2 separate regions of the Mus musculus genome follow, and region 1 is linked to region 2. The links are chromatin contacts, called in public Hi-C maps. All regions are on one chromosome and are shown on one strand. Each heading gives the region's core, a stretch centred on a gene start, on an enhancer-like site or on the middle of the called end of the contact. The rest is flanking DNA. Distances are from core to core; before and after follow the strand shown. Region 1 holds the start of 4930578N18Rik (RIKEN cDNA 4930578N18 gene). Region 2 overlaps Gm15555 (predicted gene 15555).

Region 1 (6,277 bases), core at 772-3,271, 120 kb after region 2:
CTATATTTTCACCACTCTTGCAAACAGAATCGAGTAATAAGGTCCCATCTAGGTTGGGGAGGACCATCTCTAGCTATGGAATGTCTTGAGCAAGGACCATAATTAGCTGACAGTTGGCAGTCTATCCTGGAATCTACTAGTGACCTGTGCAAAGACAGAACTTTATAGTCAAATAATGATTTTTAAAATGAAAGTGAAAACAACCAAGGATGGGCCTTCCCTCCTCCCAAAGCTCAACCCTGGCTATATTCAAAGAACCCAGACTCCATCACCCACCCCCCATCCCAAGCGCAACACTGGTTGTGTTCAAAGAACCTAGACTTAACTGTTCTGGGACAGAGAATGCCTGAAAGCTCCTTTGCTTTCTCTTTCGATTTGCATTGGTCTAAATGCCATGTAATTACCAGAGTTAAAAGTTTCTCTCTTTCATTCCTTATATGTTTCTCCTTTTTTTATAAAATTATTTTCCTGCCAACAAAAATGATAGAATAGTCTTTGTAAAACTCACTTAATATTGCACCCCCCCCAAGTTCACTCATTTCTCTGATGATTATGAGACGAAGTACAAACATAGGCTTTGCCGTGGAGCCTGTACAACGAGGCCTCCTCCGCCAGTGGTACCTGACTATCCCTGAGCTTGATGAGCATCCTCATCCCTCTAAGGTCTGTTTGCTGAGTAAAGGAGGCCTGGTAATACCATACTGTGGGTCTGGGTACCAGAGGCTTTCCACGGAGATCTCTGGCCTTGCTTGGTATGAGAGTTCCAGCGAAGGGAAGCTTCAGAAGGGTAGACCTCTTCCCAAGTGTTACAGCTCTTAGGACAGAAGGTTTGGACTATGGAGTAGTTTGCACACACCTTTAATCCTTCCAAATAGGATTCCTATATACAGTTTTGGGGTACGTAAGGGTCTGACAACAGGTACTTCTCATTGGTTTGGTCTAAGAGCTTGGAAGAAACCTTATTTGTGTGTGGGAGGGCTTGGTGCTGCTCCTACTTGACTGATGACCACATATTCCTCTGTGGAGGGCTGTGGGAGGCTGTAGCTATGTGACAAGAGCCAGGGACCCAGGAGGCAAGACCAAACACCTTCTGTCCCATGCAGGTGGAAGTCACTGGGGTTCCAGACCTTTGCTTGACTGGGACCAGGCTGTCTGTGTACGGCCCATCACCCCACACCATATCCTGTGCTGTTAGAACCCACTCTTGAGTGATATGACACATATATCACTCTTGAGTGATATGACACATGATATAGAGCGTATAACTTTCTATGATTGTTGTGAGCAGGCTCTCTGGTGGTCATGAGAGTGAATACACTCAGACATGGCAGTTCAGAAACACGTGATAGAATTTCTACACAGAAACTGTCTTTAGTTCTTGCAGAGCTTGGCGGGGAGTATGTGTCTAATTCCCTGCCTCAAACACTTTACACTGGGGGTTGGAAACAGGTAGCTCCTACAGATGTAACCACTGTCCTCCAATATACTGTGCCTAGGATTGCACATACAGCTACCTGGACACACACACACAGAAAGAGAGACAGAGACAGAGACAAAGACAGACAAAGAAAGAAAGACAGAAACAGAGAGAAAGGGAGAAATAAAGGTACACAGAAAGACAGAAACACAGAGAGAGAGAGAGAGAGGGAGGGAGGGAGGGAGAGGGAAAGACAGACAGAGACAGTGACAAACAGAGAGAGAAGGAAAAGGGAGGGAGGGAGAGGGAGAGAAAGAGACCTAAAATCCTGATGTTACATGAGCCTTATCTCCTTGAAACATGTTGTTTCCTCTCCGTAGTGTGCCCTTTCCCTGACATTTCTGTCTGATACAATGTCCTATTCATCTTTCAGATTCAAATATCACCTTCCAACGGAGGCCTTCTTCACTCCCTTAGTTATTGACATGCTGTCCATAGGGAGCCCATAACTAGTTGATCACACCCCTTCCCTGGGATTTATGACATCATTTACACTTCATCACCATGGAGAGGAGTCATGCTTTATTACTCTCTGCGGTGGCCATTTCTGCTGCCAAGTATGGCATGGAGGAGATGTCCCTTCAAGACGGTTAGACACATAGTCTGCAGCAGAATGCCATTCATGGGTAAGAATGTTTTCTTCAGAGCACTGAGGATTTGGAGGCTAGACCTGTGAGCTGAGTGAGTTGAATGCTCGTTGGAGGGTAGCAAGAATGCTTTCTTCCTGAAAGACATGAGTCTGAAGGGCAGGCAGATCAAGGAGCGATAGCAAGAGATGCAGGTCCTCTGACTTCACCCCTGCTTTCCTGTCTGGCTCTGCTTATCGCTTGTAAATGTAGTTACCGGGTGTCAAGGAACCCTGGGAGAAGTTTTCATCTGAATTCTGAGGCGTGATATGCTCTCTCATGGTTTTCTTCTTCTTCTTCTTCTTCTTCTTCTTCTTCTTCTTCTTCTGAAGACTTGCTGTAGGAGAAAGAGCTCCTTCATGTTCTCACTGCCCTGAGTGGCTGACCTTCTCACAAGAAATGCCCCCAACTCCTCAGACAGGAGACACCACCTGCCATTGCAGCAGCAGTCTGGAGGCAGCAGACTGTGTTCGCATATTTGGTAATCAGCATGAACGCAGCCAGGAGAGGGGCCCAGCTGCGATGTCAGTTTCCCCTCATTAACACTGGGTCAAAATGACTCTGCTATCTTAAATGGCTCCTCTTTAATTAAATTAATGTCGACTTCTCTGTTCTACCCTGTCCTAGGAATTTTCAATCTGTTACTTAAGGCAACGGGAGAAAAAAAAAAGTTTTTTTTTTTCATTAATCCTGTTGCTTGAGTTATGATTTCTACAAAGAGCTTAATACAGATTAAACATAATTGAAGACCTATCACTTAAAAGAGCCCATTCTGTTGTGTCGTTTGCCAAATGCAGCATTGACTAGGCAGGGACAGGGGCTGGAATAGACAGATCAAGCCAAATACGAATATACCATGACCTCTGGAAGCCCAGAATCTGGGTAGAGAGAGAAGAAGGGCATGAAACAGTATAAGGTCAGGTGTTCTGTAGTGTAGTCATAAAGGCTTTGAGAAAGCTAAGCAGACTGGGAATACAGAAAAGGAGAAAGACAGTCTGCCACTATGGTGTGTATGGAGCCTCCTGTGTCTAGACCTGGACAAAGGTAAGGTAAAGACAGGGACAAAAAACCTACAGGGAACAGAGGAAGATCTGGGGGCAGAAACACCTGGAGTGTCCAATACAAAGCAAGGAGGGTGAGCGTCCAAATGGGTTGTGGGGAATGAGCTAAAAAAGTGGGGAACCAGATCTTGTTAGAGCCTGCAACAGGCATCCAGACTTCCAAGCAGGTCTAAATTACTATGACACTTGTGACAGGACTTTAATTAGATTCATGCTCAATGTACCTTACTCTTCTTAAGGACTGAAAATAAATGAGCCAATCTGGAATAAGGAAAAGCAAGAAAGTTATTCCTGGAGTCAATTGTTCTGTTATTTGTTATGCCCCGTACTTTTCTGCAAGAAATTGCCTTGTTAAAACATCTCATTTCTTTCCGCCCAAAGGACTTTGCATAAACTGAAATCAAATGGCTGTGGTGCCTTTCACAAAGTTGGGGGAAATTACCTCTTAGCTTGAAAGAAGTATCGCACTGGAGTGAGCCTCTGAGATATTTTGCCCCTTCTTAGAATTGGGAACAAAACACCCATCGAAGGAGTTACAGAGACACAGTTTGGAGATGAGACGAAAGGATAGACCATCTAGAGACTGCCATATCCGAGGATCCATCCCATAATCAGCTTCCAAACGCTGACACCATTTCATACACTAGCAAGATATTGCTGAAAGGACCCAGATAGAGCTGTCTCTTGTGAGACTATGCTGGGGCCTAGCAAACACAGAAGTGGATGCTCACAGTCAGCTATTGGATGGATCACAGGGCCCCCAATGGAGGAGCTAGAGAAAGTACCCAAGGAGCTAAAGGGATCTGCAATCCTATAGGTGGAACAACATTATGAACTAACCAGTACCTCCCGGAGCTCCTGTCTCTAGCTGCATATATATCAGAAGATGGCCTAGTAGGCCATCAGTGGAAAGACAGGCCCATTAGTCGTGAAAACTTTATATGCCTCAGTACAGGGGAACGACAGGGCCAAGAAGTGGGAGTGGGTGGGTGGGGGAGTGGGTGGGGGAGTGGGTGGGGAGCATGGGGGGGGACTTTTGGGATAGCATTGGAAATGTAAATGAAATAAATACCCAATAAAAAAAAAAAGAAAAAAAAAAGGAATTCTACCACATCGTTTTGAACAGTCTGCTCCAGGACAGTCTGCTTCACAACCTAAACCCACATGCTCTTATATGTCGGTTGCAAACTATGTCTGTACTTATAAGTCCATTTCCCGGGATGGGCAGTCAATCTCTAAGGTGGCGTGTGAGTCTTAGTTTGGTTCTGGGGTCCACGGCAGTAATCTAAAACTTGTTCTTTTTACCACTAATTAGCATCTGGCTTCCCCTGGGATGTTTGGTGTGTTGTTTGCAGCTTCTAAGCTGCTAAGGAAGCATCCTTTCTCTCTCTCTCTCTCTTTCTCTCTCTCTCTCTCTCTCTCCCTCTCCCTCTCCCTCTCCCTCTCCCTCTCCCTCTCCCTCTCCCTGTCCCTCTCCCTCTCCCTGTCCCTCTCCCTCTCCCTCTCTCTCTCTCTCTCTCTCTCTCTCTCTCTCTCTCTCTCTCTCACACACACACACACACACACACACACACACACCATGAACGAAATGGAAGAGAAAGAGGAAGAGAATGCATGTTGGACAATTTGAAGGCATTAAGGAGTTGTAGGACCCACAGATTATTTGGATCAGAGGTAAAGCCAGGTGTTTGACTGCAGTTTGTAGTCATTTGTTTCCATTGTTACCACTGTATTAAAGTGATTTGCCCTGTACAGGATGCAGATCTATCTCCTTATTCTGTCATGAGCTTCCTCAGGCAACTAAGACTAGACCATAGCTTAATTGAATATTAACATACCATTACTCCTAGGTGTATTTTTTTTTGCCACAGACTGCTTGCTGTTTCCTGTCACTCTTGATTTATTAATATCTGTGCACATATGTGCCTATATATGTATATTGACAATGGATGTAGACACTAGAAATTCTCTCTGTGAAGCTCATTTGTCCTCACCCATCTCCTTCAGTACTCATCCCCAACAGGCACGCTGTGGGTGTTTAGGGAAGAGTGGGGTTCCCTGTCCTCTGAAGGATGCCATGCAGAATTCTCAAAGTGGTGAGAACTCTGTTTGCCTGCATGTTCTCACTTGATACTGAGAAGAGAACAGCATGTTCAAATCTCTACTAAGGAGAACCGATCAGGGGTTACACCTCCACTAGGACATCACTGGGAAAGGTAAAAGAACCCTTTTCACTAATGCTGCCTTTCCCCCTGAAAGTTTCCAGGTTTTAACTACAGGTTTTTAGAACCATTGCCCTAATGGACCATTGTCCCTAATATCATTAGTTTATTATCTTCTACCCCATCCACACCTGGGGATCATTAAACTGCCCCAGTTTGTGACCAATGCAAGAAAACCTGAGAGGAAAGAAGTTGAGACATCACCATGGGAGTTGCCTCTTGGTCCCAACAATTTGAAAGCCTGAGTTTCTAAATCACAAGGAAAAATAAAGATTTTTTTTTATCACAAACAATTAGTAAGGTCCTCTCTGGAAGCCAAATATCATTATTGGAACAATTCTACGTGTTCATAACTATTCCAGAATGAAATAAGAATGCATGTAAGTCAATCAAGAGGATGTCATTTAAGGTCACGTGAAGGGCAGAATTCAGGTCCTGTACTTGCTGTCTCTATTGAGTTCCAGGAATACATTTACTTTCATGACAGCAATCACCAGCGTTGTGAATAAGGTTCCTACCACTGACTTTAAAGTTGAGGGATTATCCAGACAGCTATCACTAGGCATATGACCCCGTAAGGTCAGTGTTTATCCTCTGGCTAGAAGAGAAGAAAACTGGAGATTTAAGGCATCAAAGGGCTTGACCTCCTGTTGTTTGCTTGACTATCATGAGAACCAGAGATTCGGGATGTCCTTGGACTTCAAGAAACTGGATTCTGAAACCAACTAGTGTCTAGGAAGCAAACTCTCTTCACCGGTGGTTCTCGGGATTCCTAATGCTGCAACCCTTTAGTAGAGTTCCTCATGTTATGGTGACCTCCAGCCATAGAATTGCTTCACTGCTCCTTTAAAAACATAATTCTGCCACTGCTATGAATTGTCATGTAACTAT
Region 2 (6,491 bases), core at 3,727-6,226:
TGTACAGGGACCATATCTAATCCATCAGAGACAGAGTTTGTAAATTGCATATGAACTTTGCCATCTGTCTGCTGGTGTGCTAAGTGAGCTGTCTGTCAATTCTGAAGTAACAGACTCTTCTCATGGCACTATAAATATCCAGGGTGACAAAACAGGTTGCCTAGGGAATGTTTATTTGCATTATAAGATATTAAAAAAAAACGCAAAAACCTCTCTTCCAGGCTTCTTGATACAGGGAGCTATTAAATAGCCTTAAACATATTGTGATTTATGAGATTATATTTACAGTGTTTAAAAGGAAAAGAAACCAATATTTATTATATATTTCCTGCTACTTAAATTATCATTTTCCCTAATCCTCACAGGCACAAAGGGAATTGGAGCACGTCAAAGTAGCTGGTAAGAATGTTATTAGAAATAAGATGAGCAAAATATCAAATGCATTCTTAGCAATGGCAAAGCATCAGAGCATTGCCAAACTCTGTTCTGCTACTGACCCAGGCAGGATCTACGGATGCTCTCTAAGCTTCTGCAAAGCCTTTAGATGCAGAATATGGGTGGGAGAGTCGGAGGTCTGAATTCCCTCTCCGTGAAAACAGTCCAAATTGCTCTTCCACCCCGAGTCAGTGGGGATCACAAAAGCTTTTATGAGACCATTAAATTGGGAATGGGCTCTTCTTGCTTTACAGCTTTTTCTTTCAAACATGATTAAAGAGATAACTGTGGCTTTCATTAGTTTCAATTACTAATTGTATCATAAGCCCAGGAAATAAGAAAGGGAAGAGGGCATAATTAACCTTAATCCATTGGTTTCATTTTATTTTAATGTAAGTCTCTATTTACGGGAGGAAACTAATTAAGTCATACAAAAAGTGCTCACATATGAATTGGAGGCAGAGTAGGTGAGTGCGATCACAGATATAATGGGGAAAATTAGACATGAAAGAAAGTGTTGCCTTTTTAAAGGACGTAATCTCTGTTTTATATGTTGGTTTCTTATGAGTCATTATACAATCTAGACATCAAGGAGAGGTTTGCACGCACTGTTTTGACACCAATTCCTTTTGCTCATTGTTTAATGAAGACCTGGCTGATGGGATGTCATTGTTAATCTCATTTTCTTCCCTTAGTGTCTATGTTATTAATAGCTATGTCAGTGCTGATGCTAATATGGAGACAGAACAAAAACTCCCAACTCGAATAATTTGGGCCAAGCATGAAACGCTGTTAAGTGGATAGAATGTCCCACTTTTTTTTTCATTTCCTTTTTTTCTTTTTCTTTTTCTTTTCTTTTTCTCTTTTTTTTTTTTTTTTTTTTTTTTAAGGAGGGTTTTTCTGTATGGTCTTGCTGTCCTGGAACTCACATCGAAGACCAGGCCAGCCTTGAACTCAGAAATCTGCCTGCCTTTGCCTCCCGAATGCCGGGATTAAAGGCGTGCGCCACCACTACCTGGCTTCAGTGCATCCATTTGTTCGTTTGTAAGGCACTAACTCCTCCGAGCTCTCTAAGGCCCTTCTGAGAGGAGCCTGAGCTGCAAGCCCTGAGAAGGTCTCAGCTTCCACCCTGTCTGCTTCCTTCTTTTCCGTGCAGCTTAGAGTCCAGCCCTTCCAATGAACATGTTCCGTTAAACCACAAACCACAGTTACCGGCTCCGTGTGAGCTTTTATTAATGATAACTAGCTTCAAGCCACTCTGCGTCCTAACAGTAATTCTTGTCACCTTTATTCTCATAAGAAGATTACGAGGTAGAAGTGACTTTTTGTTTGTTTGATTGATTGTTTTAATTTTTGTAAGGTAAGAAACAAGGGATCTTGTATAAAACCACACAGCTGCTAAATGTCAAAAATAGAATTCTTTGTTTGTTTAACTCTCCAAATATTGTATTTGTGCTTACAACATCACAGAATTTAAATATATATATGTATATATGTGTGTGTGTGTGTATACACATATATATACACACACAGACACACAGACACACACACACAGACACACACACACACACACACACATATATATACATATGGGGATTTTTACAGAAGTTAAGCTTGATGTTTATAGTACAGAATCCAATCACACAGTTCCTTATGTTACCATCTGTATATTTAGGGTGCATATAATTCTTGCCTGAATGTGCATCTGTTTTTTGTTGGTCCTCAATTTTTTTAAGAAAGAAGAAGGTGAAGATGATAAGACTATAGTATGAAAGAGAGAAGGAAGAGAGGGAGGAAAGGAGGGAAGAAAGAGGGAGAGAGAGAGGGAAGGAGGGAAGGAGGGAAGGAGGGAAGGAGGGAAGGAGGGAGGGAGGGAAGGAGGGAAGGAGGGAAGGAGGGAGGGAGGTCTCTCTAACCCCCTGCCACCTGGTGAAGATGTACAGTTTGGATGTGTTCCATCACTGGCCTACCCTGATATCCTCATGTGAACCTGGCTGATAACACAGAGCAGAACATAGTGTGAGAATTAACTTCCTTATTAAATTTCAGCGCATAACCGTGGTTCCAAGCTTTCTGTTTTGGTAATAATATTTCTATTTGGTCCTTCTTGACTTCAGCAGGAGTGGCACTTCTCTTGGGTGGCTAGCTTTGTGGTGTCTTCTTGGCGTCCCTACTGAAAACTCTTGAGTATCAAGAACAATCCTGAGTGTTCACTGGTCTTCAACTGGTTTTGTTTGTTTGTTTGTTTGTTTGTTTGTTTGTTTTTTATAACTTCAGTTGGTTAGTAAAGATTTGGTTATCAGCCAATCATTCTGGTAAATATAATAATTTAATTCCTTCATTAGTTCTTACTATACAACAAATCACTCCAAAAGCTAATGGCTGACAAAAATACACATTTTTGTCTCTGCCAGTCTCTATGGATAAGAAATACAGGTAGGCCTTAAATGAATCTTTTGTGTTACTATCTCACAGTGTTGAGCTATATTTGTTTAGCCCCAAATTCTGAGGGTTCACTCAAAGGTTCAGGCGGGGAGAAGGGGGTGTTCTTGACAGCTCATCCAGAACGGTAGCTGCACTCAGATCTCTGAAACCCGTTTGTAGTGAAGTCTCCAGTTTCTGAGTTCACTTTGTAAGCCTGCTCTCATGGCATGGTTTGCAGGTCCTCCACTTGGGATTCTGCTTCATAGAAATGTGTAAGTAAATACATCCTATTCCCACGGTCATTGTAATCTAACCACGGAACTCATTTCCTATCAGCTTTGTCTGATTCTTCTAAGTTCAAGTGAGGCATGAGGCCAAAGACTCCAGAAGATGTCGATGAGGGCAAAAAGGCAGCGATAACAAAATCTTAGGTATCAAGACACTTCAGCATGGGTTTCAGATATTTGGTAAGACACCGGTGTAGACACCCCCATGAAGGCATTCTTTAAGCTGAGATTAACATCTAAGTAAGTAGATTTCTTCACTGATCAATTCGCAGGATGGTGAAGGTGCCAGTACAGTTCAGTGAAGGCAGTATGTAATAATACTTCTGCATAGCAGTGGATAAAACACCTCACAGAAAGAGCTTGAAGGAGGAGAGGTTGAATTTGTCTTTATTTGTAGAATGATCCCTTTACCATGGTAGGGAAGGGATGACAGAGGGGATTGCCTTCATCTGTGGCACTGGAAGCATGAGGTAGCAGTTGTTCACACCTCGAGAGACCATGATGTAAGTAAGATACAGCCAGAATGTTCAGGAATATCCCCTCCTCACAAGGCTGGGGAATCATTGTGGAAAAGCCATTCCTTTCTTTCTTGGCACTTTCCTTTCTTAGCACTTCAGCTGCTACCCAATGCATCCTTGAAAGCTGAAAGCAATGGGCTACACTTAGTAGCCTTAAGACTGATAATGGTGACAGAACGCCTTTATAGATAGGAGAAAGCAAGCAGAAGGCAGAATTATCCTTAAGCTGTCCTTCCTGTGGCCTATAAAATCTTGCTGTTACCTTCTCTGCAATGCACCTTAACCATCAATGGGGTGAACATTCAAGATGTATAGCACATATACTGCTGGTGGCTCCAGACTGAAGCAAAGCTAACTGGCCATGGGAGATTGAACTCCTGACCTTGGCCTCATTACTGCTGAGCTCTAAGCAACTGTTAGACACGCATCATATTGTTTGTCTTTAAAACTGTGCTTGACTCTGTTATATTACTCTCTCCTTAACATCTGGTAGCTGGGAACAATTTAATTGATTTCTCCTGTGTTTTTTATGAGCACAGAATGTCGATGAATGAGTAGTTACAAAATTGAACTTGCATTTTAAAAATATAAGGGAAGAGACACCCCTGACTTATGAAATGTGCAATAGAGCAAATGCACCCACGATGGGCTTTCTTGTTTGTGGTTGTCCCCTGTGGTAGGCATCTCAGACTGAATTGTCAAATATTGCACTATATACCTGGTATTCAAGGCAGTTTGTGGAGAGTCAGACCTTGAGTTTTCTAATGCACATCAACAATAAATCCTATTGCTACATCTTGTCCAGCCTAGGAAAAAAATCAATGCTTTTAGGTAAAGATTGCTGATCACAAATTATTTTGAGCAGCTTTTTTTTTTTTAACAAAACGATATCTAAGCAATGGTGATAGTTTGACTTAAAGCCATTTAGTCAAGGATATTAAATTAAAAAGATTGCTCTGTCCTGGTGTGAGGGCTTGCAGAGAAAGGGAAACGGCCATTAGCATGCAGGGTGCCAGGTGGTTAACGTGCGCAATAACATTTAATCCTCACCACAAACTAAGAAGCAAATCTTTCTATCCACAGTGCTCACAAACTTAGGGTCAGAGTAATTCAATAACATTCCCAAGGACACACAGTTCCCAGCCACGAGTGGGAATAAAACTCAACTCTATTAACTTCATTGCCAGCTCAAGATTTTTTTTATCTGCTGTGGTTCTCCAGATAACAGACTCATTTAGCATATATATTATATTGTTGAATCCTTTCTCTTATCATAAACCCATCCTCCTTGCTTCTCACCTCCCCTAAACACACTCTTCCAATGACCCCTATACTACCCCCATCTCTCTCTCTCTTTCCTCTCTCTCTCTCTCTTTCTCTTGTGCAGTGTGTGCGCACACAGCATTGACATTCATGCTTGTTGCAGAGGCCAAAGAAAAAGTTGATATTTGGGAAGCCAGAACTCTGGCCTTGACTCTGGCATTTTAGCAAAGTCACAAGCCTTAGTTTCCCTTTGAATTCTACCTGCCAGGAGTTTAGAAAACTTTGTGTGTGGTAACTGCTTTGCGATTTATTCTCTATTGCAGTAGTTGCTAAATCCTTTGTCTTTGACATTCTATTCTATATTAATTCATGGAAAGCCTCCTTTACAAAGACTTGACACTTTACAAAGCCATCAATATTGCAGAGGACTTCCCTTATGCCCCTGTGCTAAATGATTGTTTGCCCCTGAAGTAGAAATACTTCCAGTAATTTTCTCAAGATGCAAAGGAGTCCCACCTACTACAAGGCAGCCATCCCCACATTCTGCAGAGGCATGTCTCTCCCAAGCCTTCCTCTATGCAGAGGCCAAAGGCTACAAACCATATTCCAGAGGTTTACTTAGGGATGGAGACTAGACCAGCCATGACTTTGACTGTGAACATTCAGGTAAAATTTGGGAGATCAGATTTGAAAGCAGAGGCACGTCTTGTAGCCATGTTTAGGAAATGGTAGGATATAGCTATGAGCGCCAGATATTAAACTTGAGTTGCAGCTCTGAGATAAACATTCTAAGTATCATTTGGTAGTGGCATCTTTGCAATGAATGTACTCTGAATTCATTTATGAGAGAAGTGGGTTGTCAGGAGTTGGTAAGAACATTGATTATCCATCCTAAAATGGATCCTAAAGTAAGGTGTTTTGGATCTGATGCCAAAGGTCTCAGCACTTGGAGGGGGTCATCAATATGTCCTTTTAATTCAAGTGGAGATAAAACAACTCAAAGAAAGGAATTATAGGTGGATTATATGAATGGAAGAAGCTCCTTTCTTTGTTTTCAGAAAGGCTTGACAGAAAACTGTTGAAGTTTTGCTTTGGAAGGGGTAAGATGACCTTGATGGGCAGCGAAGTGGTCAAATATAAAGTCATCTAAATACAAACGTTGTACCTTAAAAAAATAAAATAAAATAAAAATGGAAATGAGCCATATTTCACTTATCCTATCTCAAACACTGTCAGCAAATAATTCTCACTACCAAGATATATTATGCTTGTTTTTATATATTCTTTGAAATATGTCATATATTTTATACATGCTAGTCCTCTGCATTTAAAGTAACCATTTTTCTCACACTCATTTGGTACCTGTGGCTATATAATTCAGCTTTAAGACAGGAGTGGGGAGCTACAACTAGGTTCGGCTTCATTCTACCCTTTCCATTTTTGTTCTTCAACAAATTTTTGAAAAGCAAAATCCATATCCCGGATGAAGGGCTACACAATATTGGTTGCCTCTGAGAGAGGAGAAACTACTATCTTTAGCAGAGATGAGATCTTTAATTTGTTA

Evidence for each region. Hi-C and Micro-C count contacts between places; a contact is called where the count stands out from the background.
Region 1: a Hi-C map of the G1E-ER4 cell line shows a contact between it and region 2, with 6 times the contacts expected there. The contact joins the promoter of 4930578N18Rik here to the enhancer-like site in region 2. A contact is called at or near these places in 5 of 39 promoter capture datasets (the HPC-7 cell line, HPC-7-derived erythroid cells, liver and 1 more), 1 of 15 datasets of contacts at CTCF or cohesin (the G1E-ER4 cell line), 5 of 484 Hi-C or Micro-C datasets (the G1E-ER4 cell line, the HPC-7 cell line and group 2 innate lymphoid cells) and 1 of 115 datasets of contacts at active chromatin or transcription factors (the HPC-7 cell line).

Annotation. Positions count from the first base shown.
Region 1 is chr16:76,120,592-76,126,868 of GRCm38.p6, forward strand. 4930578N18Rik (RIKEN cDNA 4930578N18 gene) reads left to right here and starts at 2,022. Exons shown (of 3, transcript NR_040575.1): 1 at 2,022-2,103.
Region 2 is chr16:76,000,950-76,007,440 of GRCm38.p6, forward strand. Gm15555 (predicted gene 15555) reads left to right here. Exons shown (of 4, transcript NR_155447.1): 2 at 366-399. Among named protein-coding and RNA genes, the nearest start is that of Gm15555, 3.4 kb to the left of the region's middle. Within about 2 kb of position 4,977, at least 5 of the 459 cell types and tissues checked have an H3K27ac peak or open chromatin away from gene starts, as enhancers often do. A contact at or near this core is called in the G1E-ER4 cell line, where this site is marked.